Linked DNA regions of Xenopus laevis: region 1 is linked to region 2. The links are chromatin contacts, called in public Hi-C maps. All regions are on one chromosome and are shown on one strand. The core of a region is the stretch at or near the end of the contact, and the rest is flanking DNA. Distances in the headings are between cores, read along the strand shown.

The links. Hi-C and Micro-C count contacts between places; a contact is called where the count stands out from the background.
Region 1: a contact with region 2 is called in a Hi-C map of the XL177 cell line, with 4 times the contacts expected there. The contact joins the enhancer-like site here to the promoter of glul-like.1.S in region 2. A contact is called at or near these places in 2 of 4 Hi-C or Micro-C datasets (the XL177 cell line and the XTC cell line).

The regions. Positions count from the first base shown.
Region 1 is chr4S:79,965,332-79,972,166 of Xenopus_laevis_v10.1, reverse strand. No RefSeq gene overlaps it. Among protein-coding and RNA genes, the nearest start is that of glul-like.1.S, 67 kb to the right of the region's middle. Within about 2 kb of position 4,921, at least 1 of the 7 cell types and tissues checked has an H3K27ac peak or open chromatin away from gene starts, as enhancers often do.
Region 2 is chr4S:79,897,410-79,903,883 of Xenopus_laevis_v10.1, reverse strand. It overlaps glul-like.1.S (glutamate-ammonia ligase S homeolog), which reads right to left and starts at 2,204. Exons shown (of 7, transcript NM_001087430.2): 1 at 2,044-2,204.

The DNA of each region.
Region 1 (6,835 bases), core at 3,672-6,171, 66 kb before region 2:
TTCATGTTTGTATATGATTGCTAAACAAGATAGAATAGTTTGGTATCAACATATTCTTTTACTTGCTGATTACTGAGCTAATTTTAGCTCCAAGATCCTCATTTTGCAGAAACACCACCTTGTAGAATCCTGTGTGAAAGGAATTTTTGAAACTCGCACACGTGACCTCTACCCCCATTTTTACCTACATGGACCCACTATCGGACCTGACCTGCAACTGCCTTATCTACAACCCTCAACCACTATTAAACAGGAAGTGCTGTTGCTGCAAATTGGAAGTGACATCAGCAGAAGTGGGCGGGGGAAGAACAAAGTTTTTAAAAAGTTTAAGGAGTAAAATATAGATTATATAACATAAGATATATATATAGAAGAAATATAGATGAGACCCACAACCTGACGAACAGACCGGCATCTATACCCGCAACCAAAAATCCTATAACAACCTGCAACAACCTGCAGAGTACCAGCCTTTTTTTGCAGGTAACCTACAGGTACCCGTGGGTACCCAACCTTCTTCAGGACTCTACCTACGTGTATAGGCATAGTAAGGAACTTCCTGGGCAGCAACACCCTAGAAAAAGTTGACAAAATGTAGCTCAGGTGAACCATAATTTAAAATAAATAGGAAGTGGTACTACTGATTACTAACATGAGCTGGTTATTACACGTGAATGGGTACCATTGGGTTTAGCATCGTTAGCAAAATGGTAAACTATATTTTTAAATATATAAAGTTGTGCTTACCATGCTAATTATCTTCTAAGAGACAGATTAGGCAGTAAAATATAAAAATATATTGTGGCAATATATGTGGCACTGTTGCTATATCCATGTGCTATGACATTATAAACAATTACTTGTATTGGAAAGATACAGTAACTGCAGGAAACTTTAATACAGAAACTATTACCGTACTTATTACTGTAAACAAAAAATAACGTTATGTAAATTAAGAGCTGGACACATGGTCTTGACATCTAGCATACTAGACATTGTCTTCAAAATTTTGCTAGACACTTGAATGACTGACCCCACTATGTAGTCTCACTGAACCCAGTAATGACTGTTCTCAACTCCCACTTCTGTTCCCACCCAAGGTGAATCTAATAATCTAATAAAACATGATTTTTTTTGGGTGGTAGTGGAACAAGTTTCTATTTCCAGAATTCTGCTGCAGTGATCTAATTATCCATATTATTTGAGTCAGGTTGCTGCCAGACAAGCACCTGGAAATAGAGTGATTTCATCATATAGCCCTGTATAAACAAGTAGGGATACATAAACACATACATGTTCATACATTTCCTTTAGTGATGTGCATGTTGACAAAAAAATCTACCCGCAACCGACCGTAATTCACCTGGACCTGACTCGGCAAGCTATTATTATTAATATACTCATGCCTGACTGGCCAATGTTCGACTTCACTGGATTGGATGGGATGAGGCAAGGAAGGTTTTCTGGATAATGGATCTTTTCTGGATAATGGAACCTAATAGGCTGATTTTGCTTCCAGTTAGGATGAATTATATCTTAGTTGGGATCAAGTACAAGGTACTGTTTTATTATTACAGAGTAAAAGGAAATTGTTTAAAAAAATTTGGATTATTTGGATAAAATGGAGTCTATGGGAGATGGCCTTTCCTTAATTAGGAGCTTTCTGGATAACTGGTTTCCAGATAACAGATCCCATTCCTGTATAGGAACAAGCTACCGACATATGGCTGAGGGTGTAATAGCGGCACATTGACATTGCAGGTGAGAATGGCCATAGAGTTTAGTGTTTTGCAGTTTTGAACCTTCCCACCTCATGGATTTCATCCCAGCCTGCACATCACACGATGGCTGTGCTACATGTCATGCTGCTAATATGTTTAAAGAAATTGTTCAGTATAAAATAAAAAACTGAGTTATTAGATAGGAAAATGTTTTCAATATAGTTAGTTAGCCAAAAGTGGAATCTATAAAGGCTGAAGTGACTGAATGTCTAACATAATAGCCAGAACACTACTTGCTTTTTGGCCCTCTTGGTTTCTACTGATTGGATACCAGGCAATAACCAATCAGTGTGCAGCGCTATAATAAACGGACACCACAATTGTGTATATGAGCTACTTTCTTTTGGTGTGGAACCACAAATGAGACCCTCTTTACTCAGGGGTAAGCCCTCGCAGTGAGGTAGAGGCAGGGTGTAATGTAACTGTGTGCATTGCACAAGAGATTGGGCGCCAGTGGTTTTATTTTGCTTAACTGTAAATTGAGGTTATTGACCAAAACCAAAATTCACATCGGAGTATGGAACATAGAATACAACACAGATCAACCAATAGAACAACAGTACCAAATAAATACTGATTCCCTGCAGATCAGGGAATACACAGCAGGGATTTATGCAGCTTGTGAGAAGGTATTTCCCAATCTTCAGGATCACCTTATGTGGAACTCAGAAGACGACGTACTTCCCTGAGTCTAACACTTAGTCCCTACTATGGGGTCAGTAGTACCCGGGAGCTTTGAGCTGCTCAACTACATACCCTATCTATCACTCTTAGAGTGATCTATTAAAGGGTATAACTATCACTTTGCTAAACTCAGACTGAGTTCCACCACCCCTAACCTCTGCTGCATAACAGGTTCAGCAGCAATGGTCGCTGACCACATGGTTTTCAGGCCTTTTATACTGTGCCACAGTGCCATCTAGCATCCACTGTGAGAACTACAGGGATAACATAAGCACAAGGTTCCCATAAGGACCCACTTAGACGTCCATATTACTAAGGATGTGCCTGTCAATAATGTGTAAGGGTGTCTAAATTTTCACATCCCTACAAGTGGAAACCAAGAAAGCTAAAAGCAGGAAGTAGTGTTCTTGCTATTATGTTAGACACTCCCCTTTACTCAGTTTTTGTTTTTACACTAAACTGTTCCTTTAAGCTTAGGGGTTATACACTGCCCTTCGAAGCAAAGGTATGTTTAATATAGTGGCAGTAACAATTCCAGTGTCTAGTGTCTTTTTACCAGTTAAGATGTTGGCTCTACATGACTGACAGTCAGTCAGTTGCTTTTTTTTTACAGCTCTCTGCTGCTTCTAGCCTGAGGCTTGTGCAAATTATATTATATAGAGCATGCGCAAATTCCGTGGTAAAATCATGAGGAATTAACTATTTTTTAAGGAAACAGGTAATATAGGTGTGTATGTATATTTGTATTTACAGTTTATAGCACTACTGATGTGTGTAGCACTGTACAGCAGAACCTTAAATCAATCGAACAGGAGTCAGTAGAATATCAAATACAAGTAAATACGGTCGAATTAAAATTCGATATTCGACCGTCGAAGTTAAATCCTTCGACTTCGAATATCGAAGTCAAAGGATTTAGCGCGATTCGTTCGATCGAACGATCAAAGGATTTTAATCCATCGATCCAATGATTTTCCTTCGATCCCAAATTGGCTACAAAGCCTATGGGGACCTTCCCCATAGGCTAACATTGATGCTCGGTAGGTTTTAGGTGGCGAAGTAGGTGGGCGATGTTTTTTTTAAAGAGACAGTACTTCGACTATCGAAATGTCGAACGATTTTTAGTTCGAACCGTTCGATTCGAAGTCGTAGTCGAAAGTCGAAGTAGCCAATTTGATGGTTGAAGTAGCCAAAAAAAACGCACGAATCCAGGATTCGGTTCGGGATTCGGCCAGGATTCAGGCTTTTTCAGCAGGATTCGGACGAATCCTTCTGCCCGGCCGAACCGAATCCAAATCCTAATTTGCATATTCAAATTAGGGGCGGGGAGGAAAATCGCATGACTTATTGTCACAAAACAATGAAGTAAAAAATGGTCTCTCAGGGACCATGCCATATCTCAAAGAATTATTTACTTTGCATGCAATCCGTATGTTCAATTTATACCCATTTTTTATCACACTACAGAATAAGTTATTAATAATAATTATTATCATCATACATTAACTGCAGAGTGCCCTGTGAAGATTACACAGATTTCATTATAATGTGCTCCTTCTCAAAGCTTTCAGCATGTACCTACTAGCTGAACTACGATTTTTAGCTTCAGTTTTGCTAATCATCAGCATGGTTGATGCTTCATGAATCTTATGATAGTGCTAAATCATTTTTAGGAGACCTGACACCTTACGGAACATTTGGGTTAACAAAGTGAGCCCCCTGTGGTTCTTGTGTTTGTTTTACTGGGTCGAGTTGTGTGCACCTTAGCAGAAAAGACCTGACAACCAAACAATGTAGCAGAAGCAAAGGCTGTGAGAAAGCTATGAAGATCTGAGGCCCTTCTGTTGGTATTTGGCTCTCATATATGACACAATGAAAGGGTTTGTGAGGAAATGCCACTCAAACACTTTAGATTTTCCCACACTGGTTTTTCTTCAAAACTGAAAAAGCAAACAATGCTATTTGCTGAGCTGTGTCTTGCTTAGAGCTCAGGTCTTGCCAACTCTTAATCGCCCCTCATTAGTGAAGAAACAAGAGGCTAACAGCATCACAGCTGGCCTCCTGTTCTCCTCTGATTCCTGTGCCAGCATCACATTATATTCATTCCATGCATGGCTGCCTGTGCTTGTCCTTCCTTCCTTGCATAGACAGGGTTAACTTTTTTCTTCCTGGAGCGATTGCAGCAAATATATTATTTCAGTCTTGTTTCCAGGGAAACAGCACAAAGGCTAAAAGAATGCATAGGTCTGTGACTGTGCTCCTGTGCATATAGATTCAGGGTTCTTGTGTTGTGTACTAAGATCATTGCCAGTGATCCATGCATGAATACATGACTGCAGATGTTTATATACATGTTATCATTAATAACAACAAATGTTAAATACTGATGCGCTCCTTGTTTTCTGAAGATTTCGAATACAAAAACAGGACTATTCAACCTCATATAGCTGCACTACCAACACAGAACACTAGAGGTTGTTAAAGGATGCTTCTTGACTAAAATATTGAAGTACACTGAATACTGGCAGGACAAACAACACTGAAAACAGATTTTCTTCCCTCTTTAATGCTTTTCAGAGCTTCTCATACCTGTTGTCTATACTATGATAGCGTTGTTCCAAGAACATTGTAGAAACTACTGTTTTCAAGCGTGCTTTTCCCAATTACTCATATTTGCACACGTTATAATGTGACTAATCTGAACAGTTCTTAGTAGAGCGAACTTTGTGACACAAACATCACACCAGCTTCCCTGCCAACTTTAAACAGTTGTAAACAAGTCCTTCATAGTAAGCTAACAAAACAGAAAGGAATGCAAATAAGTAACTTGAGAATACATACATTATTGGCCATTTTTAAAAAAGGTAGTACAGTGTCACAAAACTATTTCTCTTTAGAACACTACAACTAATACCTGCTTATCTCAAATTGACAGTACAGTTTAAAAACTGGTTATTTTCTTTCTCCCTTTGTTTCCCAAGAGCAGTCTGCATGCTGACTCTTTTACTTTCTTAATTTGATACAACATTTAATACATTTCTCAGCGGCTTCTCCCCCTAGTGAACATGCTCCCTGACTTGAAATGTTTCCATTACATAATGTATTCCAACATACTTTATTTCAGTGCTCTTATAGTTTAGGGGAAAAACATAAATAATAGCAAACTTTACACTAAGGGGCCGATTCACTAACTTCGAGTGAAGGATTCGTAGGTAAAAAACTTAGAACTTCAAAGTTTTTTTGGGCTACTTCGACCATCGAATGGGCTACTTCGACCTTCGACTACGACTTCGAATCGAACTACTCGAACTAAAAATCGTTCGACCATTCGATAGTCGAAGTACTGTCTCTTTAAAAAAAACTTCGACCCCATAGTTCGCCATCTAAAAGCTACCGAAGTCAATGTTAGCCTATGGGAAAGGTCCCCATAGGCTTGGCTAACTTTTTTTGATCGAAGGATATACCTTCGATCGTTGGATTAAAATACTTCGAATCGTTTGATTCGAAGGATTTTATCGTTCGATCAAAGGAATTATCCTTCGATCGTTCGATCGAACTATCTGTGCTAAATCCTTCGACTTCGATATTCGAAGTCGAAGGATTTTAATTCCTAGTCGAATATCAAGGGTTAATTAACCCTCGATATTCGACCCATAGTGAATGGGCCCCTTAATTACACTTACTACATTTAGCAGTGTAATATCCTTCATCAGAGATTGGTAGATTACTTTGTGACTTTTAAGTCAAGACTTGCTTGAAGGATATGTAAACTTTTAAACCAGAACAGCCCTCTTTCTTTCTCCTGACAACTTCCTTGACTACTTGATGGTCAGACTGGTCTGAAACTGACCAGCAGGTGGCACTGTTGTAACAAAATTCATTCATATTAACAGTACATTTATGCCTTAAAGGGGTTGTTCACCTTCCAAACACTTTTTTCAATTTAGTTGTTTTTAGATTGTTCCCTAGAAATAATGACTTTTTCCAATTACTTTCCATTATTTATTTTTTACGTTTTTTCCAAAATCTAAGTTTAAAGTTGAATGTTCCTGTCTCTGGTGTTTGAGTCTGACAGCTCAGTAATCCAGGTGCAGATTCTGAACTGTTACAATTTTGCAACATTTAGTTGATCCATTTCTCAGCAGCATCTCTGGAGTATTAGCAACAATTGTATCAATTCTAACAGCTGCCTGTAACGAAACCCAGAGATTCTGCTCAGCAGGGACAAAGATAAGAAATGTATCAACTAAATGTATCAATTTAGAACAGTTTACAGGATCGGCGACCCCCCCTCCCAGAGCTGCTTCAGAAGGAGAGAAATGACACTTTATACTTCAATATTAGAAAAACCGTGACACATAGAAAATAGA
Region 2 (6,474 bases), core at 955-3,454:
CAACTCGAATTTGAGAGCTTTGACCAAAAATTTGAATTCAAATTTTCACTTCGACCCTTAATAAATCTGTCCATTATTAAGAAATAGTATTCTGCTGAAATTGACAGTTACGAGCCTGCAATAGGTGGATTTTCTGCAAGATTTGATAAAAAGTTACCCTGTATTCTAGCATTATGTATGTTATTTAATTTGAATTCGATTACACCAGTATTTTGGTATGAACTAAATAAGCTGCAATGATTGCAATGGAACTGCTCTGTCTCAGCTTTGTTCTAAAAACAGTTTTCTGTTCCTTAATAAAAAATCATGACTTGCCAAAGAGATTTTTGTATGCATTGCAAAACCAAATGTGACCCCTGGCAACATAGAGCGAATCAAGCAGAATAGATTTGCGGTTGCACCTACAGTACAGCTGGGAGATAGGCAGATGCACTGAGCAGAAAGGAATATGCACACATCGGTAGGATGGACAGACACCCAGAAGATCAGTAGCCAGAAAAGAAAAACAGCTGAACACAACAAAGAGATTAGCTGAGGCATACATTGTGGCATCTGTTACTATGCTACTGTACACAGTATATATCCAACAATGCTGCAAAAGGCACACAAACGCAAGTACAGAATGGGAGGACAAGGTTTGCATAATAAACAAGAATCAGGGACCTCCAGCATACAGCCCTCCTGCTGCTGTTGCACTACCATACCAATGGGCCATTGCAAGTACAGTTCAAAAACAACCAGAGAGCCTCTTTTCTGTATGTTCTTGCCACACTTGATAAAGTGGAAAGCTTTATATAGAGTAACATTGGCAACTGATATCATAAATGTTCTGATGGTAGCCACTGACTGCAAAATAATCTGACTCCTGTATATAACCACTGGACATACAGGTCTGTAGCTTATGTGTAGGAATTGTACGAAATTCTGAAACCACCTTCATTTAAAAAAATATCACCTAGTACACCTAAACTAGTGTACCTATTGTCTTTTATTATAGGATCATTTGGCCCAAAGGGGGCACTGTCTCAATTCAATCTAAGGGTCTCATCAGATGTAGCAGTATCACAGATCCATATACAGTAGATCACAATAATCCGAATAAATGGCACTTCTGGGCTGTTTTTATTGTAGCAGGTAGCTGATCACACACCTACTGCGTTTTGGGATAAACTCCCTTAATCATAGCCTATGATTAAGGGATTTTGTCCTGAAACGCGTTAGGTGTGTGATCAGCTACCTGCTACAATATAACCAGCCCAGAAGTGCCATTTATTCGGATTATTGTGTATGATACAGTGAGGACACTGGAGACTGAGCACCTGGCATAGGGAGAAGTCTGCGGTGAGCTTTTGTTTTTTTAACTTACTATACAATAGAACCCCCATTTTACATTTTTCAGGGGACCAGATAAAAATCATGTAAAATCCAGGAAAATGTAAAATCAGGGGAAAGTATTATGCATAATATGTAGGTGGGACCACAAAACAAAAATGTTAAATGAGGGAAAACTTAAAATCAGGGGATGTAAAATTGAGGTTTCCCTGTATGTTGATAAATATTGGTTTAGCTGGGAAATTTCTTATTAAATATTACCAGGAAAGCAAAATAAAAAAAACATGTTATCCTAAATAGAATGGGTAGGAATGTAGGGGGAGCTACTAGACTACAAGCAAACAGACAATAAAGACTATACAATGGAAAGGGTTAGCGAAGGAAGAAAGGCACTAGATACAAGTCAAAAAGAATTATGAAAGTAATGGTAAAATACAGGTACTATACTACAACCAAGCAGGTCATACAGGCTATAATAGCAGCTTCAGGGCTCATATGTTATAGAAAGAATTAGGCACCTCATTTTACTTGCTATTTTCTATTGTAGAGAATTACACGGGGTGATGGAGACCTGCCACAAACAACAAGAGGGACCCAATAGCTTTATGGCAGGACAAGGGAAGACACAAAGAGAAAGACAGCAACAACCGGCAGAAAGCAGCTGACAGATGCAGAGGGTCAGAGGGAGACACTGACTGGGGCTGCAGGTACCTGGACAGCAGGAAGATGGAGGTGAGGATGCTGGCAATGCAGAGGGCTGTTGAGTTGAAGGATTCAGTTCTATAGCTCAGGATCTCCCATTCTCGCCTTTGCTCAAGCGGCTTCTCCTCACAAATATATTGAGCAGCGAGGGGCCGGCCCACAATGCAGCCATTGGCTCTGACAAACTGGTTCGCTATATGCCAACCTAGCCACGCCCACATGCCACGCAGCCATTGGACACGCGGATAGAGGGGCTGCGCCATAGATACAGTGATACAGTGTACCCCTACTGCACAAGAAAAACAAGCAGGGGGAGGCTGGAAAGCTTAGAGACTGCGATAAGAAAGAAATGGAACAGATAATAGGGAAGATAGTGCTAGGAAAACATCAGTCCCCCAGTCATAATGGGAAAAAAATATACAGAAAGGAGCGAGGAAGACGGAGAGAAACAATACAGAGTGCGAGCGAGGCACGGTTCGGGTGGGGGGATGCTTCTCTACTACACGCTACATACAGTCAGTCAATGTCTGCTGGACAAGACTACAGCTTGAGCCTCTACGTCCTGTCGCAAAATATATCTGCTCCCCCGCTGTCTGGTTCTTCATTGTTTCCTCAGTCCGGTCAGGTCTCTCACCCCCAACCCGCTTTTCCAGTACTGCTCAATCCTGTGTAGGTGGAAGCAACCAAGCGAGAAGACATTAGGGGGCGCCCGTGACGCTTTCAGAGGTGGTTACTGCCAAACACTTGTGTAAAAGCCTGTGTGAGAGGGAAGAAAAAAAACTGCTATAGCAGGAGCGGACAAAACCCATAAAATGTTTTTAGTAAATGTTTATGCGCCTTGTCTTGTGTTAAATCAATGTCAGTCAGTCCGAAAAATGGAATGTAGTCTAATTCCCTTACAGACGGTTGCCATTTTAGTGTTACTGACGTCATGCAGGTCTCATCCTCACACAGAAACAGTCACTCTGACCCTGCCTACTACATTTAAGTTAAAGGAGATGCTCCCCCAGGTGACACATTGGGGTGAATTTACACACACTTTTCTATCATTGTTTTATCATGTCAAGCACAAGTGTGGAGAACTTATGATCCACACACACAGTTTTCTGGCCTACTGTGGTGACTTTACACAGTTTACCTGCATCTTCTACCCAGGGCCCACAACTGTATCATACATTAATATAAGCCTATGGGTCCATCAGGAGGTGATAGATACTTCACCAGGGAAATGTGGTCCTTAAGCAAAAGCATTTTTAATCTGACAAAAAAAAGCCATTAAGGTCTGGACTGGAGGAGCAAATCTGCAGCTGATAGTCAGCCCTTAAACGGGCAACTTTTTTTTACTTTCAGCACACAATGCCTGTAGGAATAGTTTATACGGTCTTAAGCTGGCCACAGACGCAAAGATCCGATTGTACGATCAGACTTTCCCATCTCCCGACCTGTCATTAACCATTCAGATCAAAGTCTTACCATTCCGACCAAATAAAGTAGTAAAGAACAGATCAGCCAATGTGCTAACTCTGACAGCAATTGTACGATAGTTATGTCTGACAAAAGCTAGTGACAGTCTCCCACTGAAAATCGTACGATCGGCAATACACGCAGAGATATTATTGGCTGCCGACAGAAATGTTCTAACCTGTCCGATCGACCAAACGACCGATCTCCGCTGGACGAAAAATGTCGGGACTCTCCACACACATTCCGAAAATCGTACGAATCCTCGAGTCGTACAATGAGATCTTTGCGTCTATGGCCAGCTTTAGGACCAGAAAACTGACAGACAAAGCACTGTTTGGGTGGACCAGCTGTGACCTTAGTTGTAATTTTATGGATTTGAAAACTAAACAATACAGAACCTGTTCGCTTCCATCTATAAGTTTTAATAAGCAGGGCTAGTTTCCCCACTCCCCTTTCCCAGTGATACCACATAAATGTCCAGGCTGGCACTTGCACAAGGTTACTGGGAACTTATACTAACATGCGCATGTGCTTTTCTGGAGTGAGGGGGAGGCTGACCAGATGTGTGCTTGCGAGAGATGTTGTACATGGGAAAACAACACATTTTGTTTAGGGGGTTTACGTCCCCTTTTAATTTGGCCTTCTTTTGGAGGGAAAACAATTAAAAAAAAGGCACTCTTTAGATAGATTTACTTAAATTCTAAATGACATTGCTATTTCCCCTTTAAGTCTTTCCCTGACTGTCAAAAAAATGTTGCTGACAGCCTGGAAAGTGCTTAAAGGGGAACTATCATGAATACAACACTTTAATTTTTTTAAATCTGAACAGATTTTATGTTTTTAGCAAGCAGTAAGCATTACTGACATGTGGTTAAAAAAAATAACCATGGTTCATAAATCTGGCCTTTAATCCCTGAAAGTTCTTTCCTTCAAAGCATTTAGATATAATTGAGTGAAAGTGCCCTGCTATAGATTTCATAGATTTTGTTAATATACATTCTTATTTTAAATAAAGATTAGGTGTAATGCTATTTTCATTTTTGGGCAGGTGAAATATTGCAGGTGAGATCTGGTCAGTGGATCGTGCCATGTGAGCTTACGTAATAAAGGCTGGCTTAGCACCCAGAACACAATGTCCTGTCTCTCTCCTTTTCACTGCAAAGAACTGAATCGGATATAATAGGATCATGTTTACGGGGTGAGGCGGAGTGTATAAAATACAAGGATTCCAAGGAAAGTCTATTGTGGAAGAAGGTGAGGGGCCATCTGCAGACCAGATTTCAAACTGCAGCTTGTTTGTGAGCAGTTCCTTGTGTGGGAATGTCTTGTACTGTTTATAAACCCTGCTGCTGGTAAACAGGCACTGCTCAGTCATATTTATCTGCGTATAATAACAGATAGTTCAGGGATTATGTTTTGAGTACAAGTAACAACAACATGAAACTTAAAACTGCAGAAAGGGTTTTCAAGCTACAAAAATGTTAGTTAAAACATGTTTGTTATTAAGTGCAGGAGTGCTAGTCCCCCTGCTACCAAAGGCTCTTCTACACTGTATACTCCTAACATGCATGTATGTTGAATTCCTGTAGGATAGAGTTTTTTTCAAAATCTTGGGGTCCCTAGTGATTGATAGATATATATCTATCAATATATATATGTGTGTGTGTATTTTTTTCGTTATCTATCATAGTTGTTTAGTATGTGCTGAACAGTTATGATTTATTAGCAACCTAAATATTCCGAAGGCTTTTTTTACAGTGAGAGCTGTGAAGATGTGGAATTCTCTCCCTGAATCAGTTGTACAGGCTGATACATTAAATAGCTTTAAGAAGGGGTTGGATAGATTTTTAGCAAGTGAGGGAATACAGGGTTATGGGAGATAGCTCATAGTACAAGTTGATCCAGGGACTAGTCCGATTGCCATTTTGGAGTCAGGAAGGATTTTTTTCCCCCTCTGAGGCATATTGGAGAGGCTTCAGATGGGTTTTTTGCCTTCCTCTGGATCAACTGGCAGTAAGGCAGATAAAATAAAAAAGGTTGAACTTGATGGACATGTGTCTTTTTTCAACCTTACTTACTATGTTACTATCTATTTGTAAGTGTTTACTTCTTAAAGATTGTATGGCTTCATAGCCACGATAGTAATGCATAAGAGCTGGGGGAATGCTGATTTGCACCCCCTCAGATTACATGCCAGCCAAACAATATGTGGTGGGCTGCGATCCCCTGATGAGTCTCCACAAACTACTCATGCTTGTTATTAGTCATAAGAGATTCACTAAAAAAAACATTAATAATACCCCACGCTAATTCTCGCTCAGAGATCAGGGTGATACAGAGGAAATCGCTCCTGATGAAGAATCGGGTTGCAATGTCCTCTCTTAATTTAGTCATTTGTTAAAATACAGTCATATGAAAAATTTTGTGAACCCCTCTTAATTCTTTGGAGTTTTGTTTATAATTAGCTGAGCTTTCAAAGTAGCAACTTCCTTTTAATATATAATATGCTTTATGGAAACAGTAGTATTTCAGCAGTGACATAAAATTTATTGGATTAACAGAAAATATGCTGTCACTCTTCAAAGCAGAGTCAAACAGAAGCACAACTTGCAATTAGACAGGTGCATACATTTGTGCATCCCAACAGAGATATTACATCAATACTAAGTTGAGCCTCCTTTTGCAAATGTAACAGCCTCTAGATGCCTCCTATAGCATTTGATGAGTGTCTGGATTCTGGATGGCGTATTTTTGACCATCCATACAAAATCTCCCCAGATTTTATATTTGATGGCTGCTGAGCATGGACAGCCTGCTTCAAATCATCCCATAGATTTTCGATGATATTCAAGTCGGGGGACTGTGACGGTCATTCCAGAATATTGTAATTCTCCCTCTGCATAAATGCCTCTGTTGATTTCAAAGAGTGTTTAGGGTCATTGTCTTGTTGAAATATTCAACCCCTGAGTAACTTCA